3 separate regions of the Gossypium hirsutum genome follow, and all the other regions are linked to region 3. Evidence: chromatin contacts called from public Hi-C data. All regions are on one chromosome and are shown on one strand. The core of a region is the stretch at or near the end of the contact, and the rest is flanking DNA. Distances in the headings are between cores, read along the strand shown.

What was found. A called contact is a pair of places that touch in the nucleus more often than the background predicts.
Region 1: a Hi-C map of leaf shows a contact between it and region 3, with 2.6 times the contacts expected there. The contact joins the enhancer-like site here to the promoter of LOC107930106 in region 3. A contact is called at or near these places in 5 of 34 Hi-C or Micro-C datasets (hypocotyl, leaf and petal).
Region 2: a Hi-C map of leaf shows a contact between it and region 3, with 1.7 times the contacts expected there. The contact joins the promoter of LOC107930097 here to the promoter of LOC107930106 in region 3. A contact is called at or near these places in 2 of 34 Hi-C or Micro-C datasets (both in leaf).

What each region holds. Positions count from the first base shown.
Region 1 is chrA08:109,252,686-109,256,081 of Gossypium_hirsutum_v2.1, forward strand. No RefSeq gene overlaps it. Among protein-coding and RNA genes, the nearest start is that of LOC107930123, 18 kb to the right of the region's middle. Within about 2 kb of position 1,631, at least 3 of the 9 cell types and tissues checked have an H3K27ac peak or open chromatin away from gene starts, as enhancers often do. A contact at or near this core is called in hypocotyl and leaf, where this site is marked.
Region 2 is chrA08:109,364,481-109,367,778 of Gossypium_hirsutum_v2.1, forward strand. LOC107930097 reads right to left here and starts at 1,857. Exons shown (of 5, transcript XM_016861659.2): 1 at 686-1,857; 2 at 194-391; 3 at 1-111. The coding sequence starts at 1,507. It overlaps LOC107930096 (rop guanine nucleotide exchange factor 14), which reads right to left. Exons shown (of 8, transcript XM_041074382.1): 7 at 2,681-3,025; 8 at 2,100-2,557. The coding sequence ends at 2,216.
Region 3 is chrA08:108,936,805-108,940,340 of Gossypium_hirsutum_v2.1, forward strand. It overlaps LOC107930106, which reads right to left and starts at 1,885. Exons shown (of 6, transcript XM_016861674.2): 1 at 1,499-1,885; 2 at 1,013-1,422; 3 at 789-923. The coding sequence starts at 1,757.

The DNA of each region.
Region 1 (3,396 bases), core at 381-2,880, 320 kb after region 3:
TTTGGCCAAGAAAGCTTGCTTTCTCTTTCCCAAGGTTTCTATGGAATATTTGGGGAAGAAGATGATATAAAATGATTTTCATTTCTATTTAATTATTTATCATCTTTTAGTTTTATCACTTTCCAATTTAGTCCTTAGCCTTTTTCTAATTTTCCATGGATAAATCATCCAAAAATATCTACTAACTTTTCATTAATGGTCTAATTCCATATAAGGACCTCAAATTTTGAATTCCATAGCTATTTGATTCTTATAGCTACTAGAATTCAACTTTTGCATTTGATGCGATTTGGTCCTTTTCACAATTAAGCACATAATCGATAAAAAAATTTTACGAAATTTTCACACAACATTATTATCATATTATAGACCATAAGATAATATTAAAATAAATTTTCTTTTCGGAATCAGATTTGTGGTCCCAAAACCACTGTTTCGATTTCTCTAAAAATGGGCTATTACGATTACTCTGCCCAAAAATAGAGAGTTTTCTTATCAAAGTATTAAATTTATTTTCTGGAATAACAATTTTGTTGTTTCTATTTGAGAAGAGAATTTTTGTTTTCACACTAAAAGTTAATAGAACTATTTTTGGTTTTGGGTTTGATTCAAATCATTCGAGGCCACACTCGAAGCTGTTCGTACTACAATAATAGTGAAGAAAGTTGTTTAGTTGAAAGCTTGGAACGATAAGGATCCATCTAGCTGAAAACATAGGTGCAAATTCAGTAATTGGTTTATTACTATAAATATCACAAATTGGCTTGGTTTTCAAAATTTTTCTCCATTTCTATTGTTAAAAATAGGAATGACTAACAGAATAACTAGACAACTACAAATGGCATGCCATGTGTACCTCATGTCGATGTACAGGGACTAGTTTTTAACGGTAAAAATGGATGAAATTTAGCTAGAAGGACCAATTTTGTATTTGTTCTAATGTATAGGGATTAATTTACTAATTTTATTAGAGAGGGCAAATGCAATCCAACTCTTAGTACAAGGGCCTCCACGGTGCTTTTACCAATAAAATCTAAAGTTTTGTTAAAATTCAAGGATCAGAAGCATATTTTGACCAACTTTTTAGCTTTTCGCTCACTACTGGAAAAGAAATCATGCCTATTATCTTCCTTGAGTTGATGATCATACATTTTCTCTTTTCTAATTATAATAACTAGTTTATTTGAACATTTTTACTTATAATATCTTCATAATATTTATTGTTTTGTTAATTTATTTCAAATAATATGCAATATTTTTATTTAATCTATGTAAATAAATATAATAATAACATATATAATCAATTACATATATTAAAAATTATACTTTTAGTCATTTTTCGTTTTCATTATAATTTACCTTACTGTAATTGTTATATTTAAATTTAACATATATATTACACTATTAATTTTAATTTCAGTACCACATTATCGAATCTTATTATTCTAATCTCAACGAAACTGACGTGGAAATAGACCTTAAAGCAATAAAGCAACCCTTTGTGATCCTGCTGCTCATCACCTTCCTTCTGTCTATACTTCCTTGAAAACAAATTTGTTATAAAAGCCAGCCCACTTCAGCCAATGGCTTCTGTTTCCCGGTTTGATACTATGATTTGGTTCCGGTAATAAGAGCAAGGTTCCTTGCCATTGCAATATAAATCAGCCATAGGCCCAATCCCCAACACTAGCTTCGGGCCACTTTTATCCAATGGAACGGGATAACCTCCAACTCCACCTTTAATATACTGTATTTTTGTTTAGATTTAATAGGATAATATGTCTCAGGCTTAGCTAAAAATTGTATCATCAATCTTAAACCAACGCCCCTCCTGTTGCAAAACCCAACTACAAGTATGAAATGTATTCACAATGATTCTTCTAATAGAAGGAAAGAGTCAAGTAAAAAATAAGGTAAAAGTTGATAGGTTTAGCTCCCAATCCGTTACATCAATTATAAAATTAATCTCTTCAGTCAGAGCTCTAAGTTATAGTTTTTTTTTTTTAATAAAAATTTCTTTGATGCACTTTTTATCACTTATCATTAATGAATTAATATTTTTTAAAAAATCATCATTAGATTCTTGAGTTATAAAGAAATCATTACTAGAATCGACTTTAATAGATGAAATGTGAGTCACGAGTTAGATATTGAGTTTGTTGAATTAGAAGACTATGATTATATCATGATTATTTTCTTTTTTTGAAATGAAGGCTTCAAATGATAATTCCGTTCAGCAAGTCAAATAGTATTCGCAAGTGTAAGATCATGAAGCTCGTGGAAATAACCCACTCCAAATTAGACCCCATTTTTAGAATTTAAGCCCAAACAACTAAGCATATTGTTGATATTATTTAATTGGCCTACACGTAAAAAAATAATCTGAAACATCAAAATCTACCTCTGAAATAAATTAGTAAAACAAAGATAAATCCAATATTACATGAGAAAATTTTATAAAAAAAATCCATTCAAAAACAACTTTCGTCGTGAATCAAAACGAGACTCAAAGTTGTCATGCGAGCCTCCGCCCATGTCGAGTCGAAGCTATCAAAAGCTTTCATCGCCATTTTGCCCAAGACCATATTGTCCTCGTCTCATGCTATACACCCAAGTCCGGTCGTACGCGTGCTAGCATTCCATGCAGCATTAACATTAATTTTCACATGGCTCGGGCCTAGGGCTCGCCACCATTCAACCTGCGGCTGCCTTGGCAGATGAATCAAATTATGGACACGAAACTTCTCATGTAGTGATTGCGCAAAGTTTATTGGAGGAGGAGAGGAGTGAGGGTTTGAAAATAGAAAGATGAGATGGGAGAAAAAAACGAGAGATTAGGAAAAATAAAAGTAAAGTTAGCTATATATACCATTTGAATAATGAATACTATACTTTTTTTTCCTTAATTAAAAAATCCTATACGGATGAATGTGTAAATTTTATCAAGGTAAATTAGATTTTTACTGACGAATTTGAAGTAATCTTCAATACATCACATTCTATGATAGTTTAATTGACCGTTAAGATGGTTTTAACTTATATTGATACCTAATAAATTGTGTTAGTATACTCTCTTTTCATTGATAAATTTGATCCATGTGTTTCAATTAATAAAAAATTTTAGCTGTATCACATCAAACAAGTTTGAGGATCACTAATACTCAAATCAACAGGTTTTTTTCAATACACCTTTTCCTATGACTCTTTGAGATTTATCACAAGAACTAATATAAGCATCGGAAATTAATATGGAAGAAATAGCAAAGGAAATAACATCCTAAGAATGCCTGTCTAGATAGAACAAAGCTACCCTAAAAAAGAAATGAGCCGCCCTTTTAATATCCCGCCACGTCCAAAGGAAAGATGTTGAAAGGAGTCCTTCAATAGCAAACAATC
Region 2 (3,298 bases), core at 607-3,106, 430 kb after region 3:
TTTCACAGGAAGTGATTCCACAACTTCGTTAGGTGCAGGAACAGAACCAATTGGAGACACGGACGGTCGCGAAGATAAAACCATAGACTGCTGGTGAATTTCATCCAGGACCTAGTTCAAACATGTAAAATGTTACTCCAAGAGAAAGGACAATCACCCAGAGAAGGAAATAATAACAACAAATAAAAATCACCTCAAATAAAGCCTCAGCTAACATAACGATTCTGGATACACTAGACCTAGCACCAGTGGTGTCATCATTTGAACTAGAATCTCGATTATTTACACGACATGTGCATCGACCACTTCTATGTTGGCCAGATAAAATGCAGGATCTTTCATGCCCTGAAAAGTTCTCAAAACGGCTTCCTAGCCGTTGAAGAGCTCGAACCTGGAGCAACTCATAGGTCAGTAACTAAACAGACAATAACCTGCATTCGCTCAGATGGATAACTTTCAAAGAACCTATAGCAGAAAGTAATACATGCAGGCCAAACCTAAAGAAGAAGCAGGCATAAATATAGAAATAAAGCATTAGAACAGTCCTAAACCTAAATATTTGTTCTGATTCTAATTGTTAATGAAAAAAGTAGAGTTACTATCAACGTTGTTCAGTAACCACCAGTCATTAAATTAAATTAATAAGCGTGGAGAATAAGGCGATGGGTGCAACAAGATTATAAACCTGAGATCGTATTCTTCTCCGCCTTTCAAGGAAATTGGATCTATGGTGAAGCAAATCATGATACCGGGCTTCTCTGGATCGAGAAGTTTCAATTTCATCGTGGGAAATAACGGAGGAATCATGAGTGGAAGCAGTGGTGGATGGAGAGGTAGCTAATTGCTGCTGAGTAATTTGTATGTCCTGCTGCAAAGGGCAGAATGTGGGAGCTCTACCAAGAACACGATCACGAAGCCTTCCAACACTTAAGGCTCTGCTAAAACGAGCGTTGCTTTCGAGAGTCTCTCCACTTCCATCTGAATCATTGAAGATAATCGGAGAACAAGAATTGCGGGGAGGTTGTTGAGGTTCAAGTGTCTCAGAATCGTCATCAGGGTTCAACATCTCCGCGGAGGACCGCATACTATTAGCTCTGCTGAACCGGAAGCTCAAATTACCAGGAAGGAAGCTAATGCCGGAGAGGCAGCGAGAAGGAGAGCGACGAGCAGCTGTCACAGCTGCACCAGAGGTGCTACCACCGGAAGATATGCATGGGGTTGGCAATGGCAATTGCATTTCATCATTAGATGCCGCTTCGCCTTCAACCTTTCTGTTACTTTCTCTTTTCACCAGATCCGATTCCGACGCAGGTTGTTTCCGGTGATCAAAGTGGGGTTTAGGAGAAGCAGATCTAGATAACGCTCCCAGACAAGAGGACCGGAAAACTCTATTCTTACCCTTGGATCTTCCCCTCCGCCAACCGCTGTTAGACGAGGAAGCAGCAGGTGCAGTGTCTCTTCCGCCTACTCCTACTCTACAACAACCCTTGCTCCCACCAGATCCCATCTGAGTGGTTTCACTTAAGTTTCACCCTGAACCCAACAAGAAAAAAAGGGAAAACCAGCGCCGATGACGTAATTGGCATTTGGAAGTTGTGCTTGGAAGGCACTCCAACCTTATTATTTAGGGGGCGGAGTGATTAAAAGTGATGTATTACTAACTCATGTCTTCAGATCTCAACGATGGTTACGTCTTGAAAACAGTGTTTCTTTGAGGTGAAAATGCCTTTTTTGATTAATGCCGCCTCCTCTGCCTCTTCTTGGGGCTTATTTTCGTTTTTATTCCCTTTTTCTTTTTATTATTAATTTTAAATCCCATCTCTGCTCTGCTTTGCACAGGCGCATGTGGATTGCGGATCCACAAGCAACAGCCTCAGACCACGGATGACTTTAGTGTACCAACAATACAACTGCTCCACACCAGGTCCGGTTCACTTACTCTTTCTAGGACCAATACTGGTGAAATTCCAATCATTACCATATTAAAAATATAAAACGGGCCCAATCCATCCAATATTGAATTAATTGGGCCTAAACAGACCCAATAAGTTGATATAAACAGTAGACACATTTGGAATCCATATGTAAGTTACCGGTGATACTATCAAGTATATGATTCTTTTATGGATATTATTAATTAATTAAGCTTAATAATGATATACAAAAGCAGTGTTGAAAATCAAACTTCCATCATCTTGTTTATTTTTTTTTATTATCAAGGAGACACTCCTATACTACTACATGCCTCTTTCCCAATACACCAAACTCGACGGCTCCTACTTGTACTTGGTGTTGCATTTATACTTGCATCACTGTACAACTCCACGTCCGTATCGGATTCGCAGTACTTCCCCTCTACTTTGTTCATAACATCACTGAGTGAGTGAGAGTGCCTTGGATTTCCCACATTTATTCCAGGAAAGCACCATGTTGCCACCCCTGAATTTGGGTTACACAAACTATCTTCTTGTAGAATTTCTCCCATCCTGCACATTATGCTGAAAGCCAAGTTCTTTAGGACTCGTGAATATGCTTCCAGAATGGAATGTCCAACATCCTGTGCACCAATTCAAAGTGTAATTCATCGCCATTATTAATATACTACAATATAATATTGATTCAATAGTGAAAGATACAATGCAGAATAAAATAAGCTTCACTTTAAACACCAACTACTTACCTTGCCATATTGAATTTTTGAAGCATCAAGAAATGTTTGAGGAAGGTTTGGGTATGCACTCTTTATCTGACGTAAAAGTGCTTCAGCACGGTCCACTAGGAGCTCCATCTTATCCATTTCAGATATAGGATTAATAAAAGACCATGATTTTCGCACTGGCGATTTACCACTAGCTTGTTCTGTAAGTCTCCCTTTCCATGCAAATACAGCAGCTTCCAACCTATTAATGACCTCGAGAGCATTGTTTTCAGACTTTAAATTTAGCGAAATGAACATTTCATCAACCGAGCTGGACTCCAGAGTCAAAACCTTGTACAGGTCGTCACCAAGGCTTGCCTTCCCAGACTGTAAACATAAGGAAAGAGATTGAGTTGCCATAAATGCAATACAAACATCTTGTAAAACTTTAACCCGGAATTTACTCTCATCATTCAAATTTATCAGATACTATAAGATTTTAAAGTAGATTAACGTCAGCTGGTTCCAACTAAAATATCCAGATTCCATTTCTATATTTCCTTTTTAAACATGTAGAGTAACATTTTAGTACTAAAATACATATCATCATAAAAACTATTAAAGGGTCCAATATTTAAAGTCCAATGCCCTGGAGGCAGT
Region 3 (3,536 bases), core at 635-3,134:
TTCTCCTAAATTGTCAATGTTACTGAGCAAAGGTAAAACAAAATACTGATATAAGATAAATAAATGTTGATGCTTGATGATTTGTTCATGAGTTGAAGCTACCCTGAAAAACATGTAAAAAAAAAAAAAGGATTGGTGCAAGGTTTCAGTTTATTGTAAAGCCCATGTTTTAGCAGTCCAAGGCTCCAAGCAGAAGAATGACTATATAAAGGAGGGAAGGAAAATTGCATTTAAGAGATTCAAAAACCATTTTTTTCTGCAGTCATTACAACTGACTGGTGCGAATTTCTTTCTGTACTGTATTTCAAGATGGGAATAAATTCTGCAATTCTTACAGAACTTCAAAAAATTCATCTAGCTCATGCCATGATGAGAAAATCAATGTCATTATGAGAAAATACTGCATAAATCAATGAATCAAAGAAGAAAATAGACAAGCTATAAACGTTTTAATAGAGAGTAAAGTGCCTAATGTTTCTCCACAGGCCAAACAGAACTAGATTAACCTTTATGCTAGAATAGTAAAAAGGCAGGTTCAAAAAGAAACTAAGCATTCTTCAGTGTCTTGAATGTCATTACTACCAAATTTCAGACCATATATGGGGAAAAGAGATGAAACTATGAACAATTCTAAAAGAATAAAATAGACCCTTTATAAGTGAGAGGAGAGAACGTGTGCACGTATTGGCTTGGCATGAAATTGACAATTGTCATCCATACTACATGAATAAGAATCATATTGGAGCTAAAGTCATACTGATTTTATTTTACAGATAGACTAACGTTACCTGCATAGGAGGCAAGTTTTTCTTTTGAAATTTGGTTTTCTTGTATGCTATGACCATGGTACCCCATCGATAGGGTGCAGCCCATATCTGACCTTGTGGATCAATATCTCCATTGAGGTTCCTGCGTAGATAAACCTGAGACAATTTCGGGAGTTGGGTAATGTTTGGGTGTTTGTTTTGAATTGAATTAGAGCAAATATTAATAATGAAGCAGTTTAAGTTACCTTCCATTTGCGACTTAAATCCTTAAACCAATCCTGGTGTTCAGCAGCAGTAATGGGTTCAATAACGGCTTTTTTAATAGCTAAAGGGAGCCAAGAGTCACCTAGGGTGAGAATATCAGCAGCAGCTGGAGATGCAGGCCCAATATTTACTTTGGCTTTGGCTTGGGTAAAGGGCAGGCATAACTGAGTGAATATATCTTCAAGAGTTGGGCGGAATTTGGTTTGGAGCTTTAACCGCCTGGATTGAGAGGAGATGAAATCCTTGGACCAAGAGGGAGGTATGGAGCCCTGAAGAGCAACCATGGAAAGAGGAACCGTGAGAGCATAAGATTTAGATTTCCAAATCTCAAAAGCTGCGTCCGATTTCTCATCATCTTCTTCTTGTAGTGTTGCTGTTGAACTGCTGTCCACTGGTTCATTTAGTGAAGAAGATGACAGTGAGTGAACAGTTCGAAAATTAATTAATTAATTAAAAGAAAGAAAGACCTTTTTGGAAGTGACGGGGCAGTGGAGTAAAGGCGGAAGCGGAGGAGCAAATGCAAAGACCCAAACCCACAAACACAAATGTTGAGGCAGAAATACTAAGAAGCAATGAGTTTTTGTTGGAACTTGGGGCGTTGTCATGGAGATTAAGGCGAAGAGGTAAGTTGACGGAGGAGGTTTTGTATCTGTTTGAGTTGGAATAGGGGAGTTGGGTGTGGAAGCAGATACAAGAAGAAGAGCTAAGGGATGCTGCTAATGCCATTTCAGTGAACCCTATTTTCTTCTTCCCCTAAACTCGGTGTTCCGTATCTTATGCTCCGTGCTAGTTATTTATTTTAGGATACTATGCTATCGAATCACAGTTAAAAAAAAAAAATCATTTTCAGTTACAATTTTTGAAAGGTAAAAGCTCCCTCTCAATTTTAATATTAAGCTATTTGATTCCTCACGCAACAATTTAATTCTATATTTTTTTAGTAAAAAAAAAAAGAAACTCGAAGGAGTCATGGAAACTAACATTAGCAACCTAGAAGGAAGCATCTCTCCATGGTCTTGTGCCAAATGAATGTGAATAATCTTCATGGAATAAGCATATTTTGGTATTTGAATATGTATACTAAAGAGTAAATCATAAAAATTGTCACTTTTGTTTGCTTCAGATTATATTTTAGTTATTTATATTTAAAATGTTACGTTTTGGTCACTTACGTTATCGATTTGTTACGAAGTGGTCATTCTACCGTTAATCTCCGTTACCTCCTTAACGGCAGTCCTACGTGGTAGTCCAAATGAGTTTTAAATGCTAACTTGTATATCTTATGTGGCAATCCAAATTAAATTTATTTAATTAAAAATTTATTTTCATTCCACCAACTGAACATCCGAGTTGGCATTTAAAACCTATTTGAATTGCCATATAGGACTTTCGTTAGGGAGGTAATGGAGATTAACAGTAGAGTGACAACTTCTTAACAAAACAACAACGTAAGTGACTAAAATGTAATCTAAGGCAAACACAAGTGATTATTTTTGTAATTTACCCTAAATTTAATGATGAAAATGTAAATAAAAGTAAGATAGTAATGTAAGAGAGAAAAGAACGTACATACGAAATTAAAATGAAATGTTTACAAATACATGCATTGAAAGGAAATTAAAAAAGTTAGTATATGTGAAGCTAAATGTCAAGAAATTAAAATGAATAAATGAACTGATACATTATATGATTATGTTGTGACGAGGGCTTATGGGTTTAGTTTGGGATAGAGTTGGTGAAATAGGGGTTATGATGGGTGAAAGAGATATTGGAATTTTGTTTACGATATGTTCATGTTTATGTTTTTCGGAACATGGTGCACAAGTTGGTTAATAGAGTTCTGTTATTAGAGTTCCGTTAAAGGCCGAGAGTTCTATTTTGGCCTAAGATTGTGGAAGTTATGTTATCGATATTCTAATTATAATCATGATCAGTAAAATATATAAGTAACATGTGATACATAAATGAAAAGTTATATGATATGATAAGCCTTAAAGTAAGTGAAAATGTAAGAAATTGTATAATTATATGAAAGAAAAGAATAATGAATTTAGTTTAATAATCTGTAAATGATAAAAATAATATATGACATGAAAATGACAATGTAAAAAATTATATGACCAACTAACAGAAATAAATAATGAAATTAGCTAAATACTTTGTAAGTTTAATAGTAGGTTTCATGAAATAAGTAAGATTATGTTGTTTCATAGTAGTTTATTAAATTGTTTTTTTAACAACCCCTGCTTGTCCTTGTCACCGAGACTAAGCTATGGAATGCTACAATACAAACTAGAATAGTTACAGATATTTAATAGACAACTTATGTAAAAAATTTAGTAACTTTAGTCATATCAATCGTTCAATACAATTTGAAACCTTTCTTGAGTCTTATATGAGCTTATGTGAACTCTAAAGTTGACCCGAAAATGAACAATGACCAAACTGCAACACTTTCAAAAGTTTAGAACGACATCGTGACGTAAGGGGTTCCTTCGTCACGAC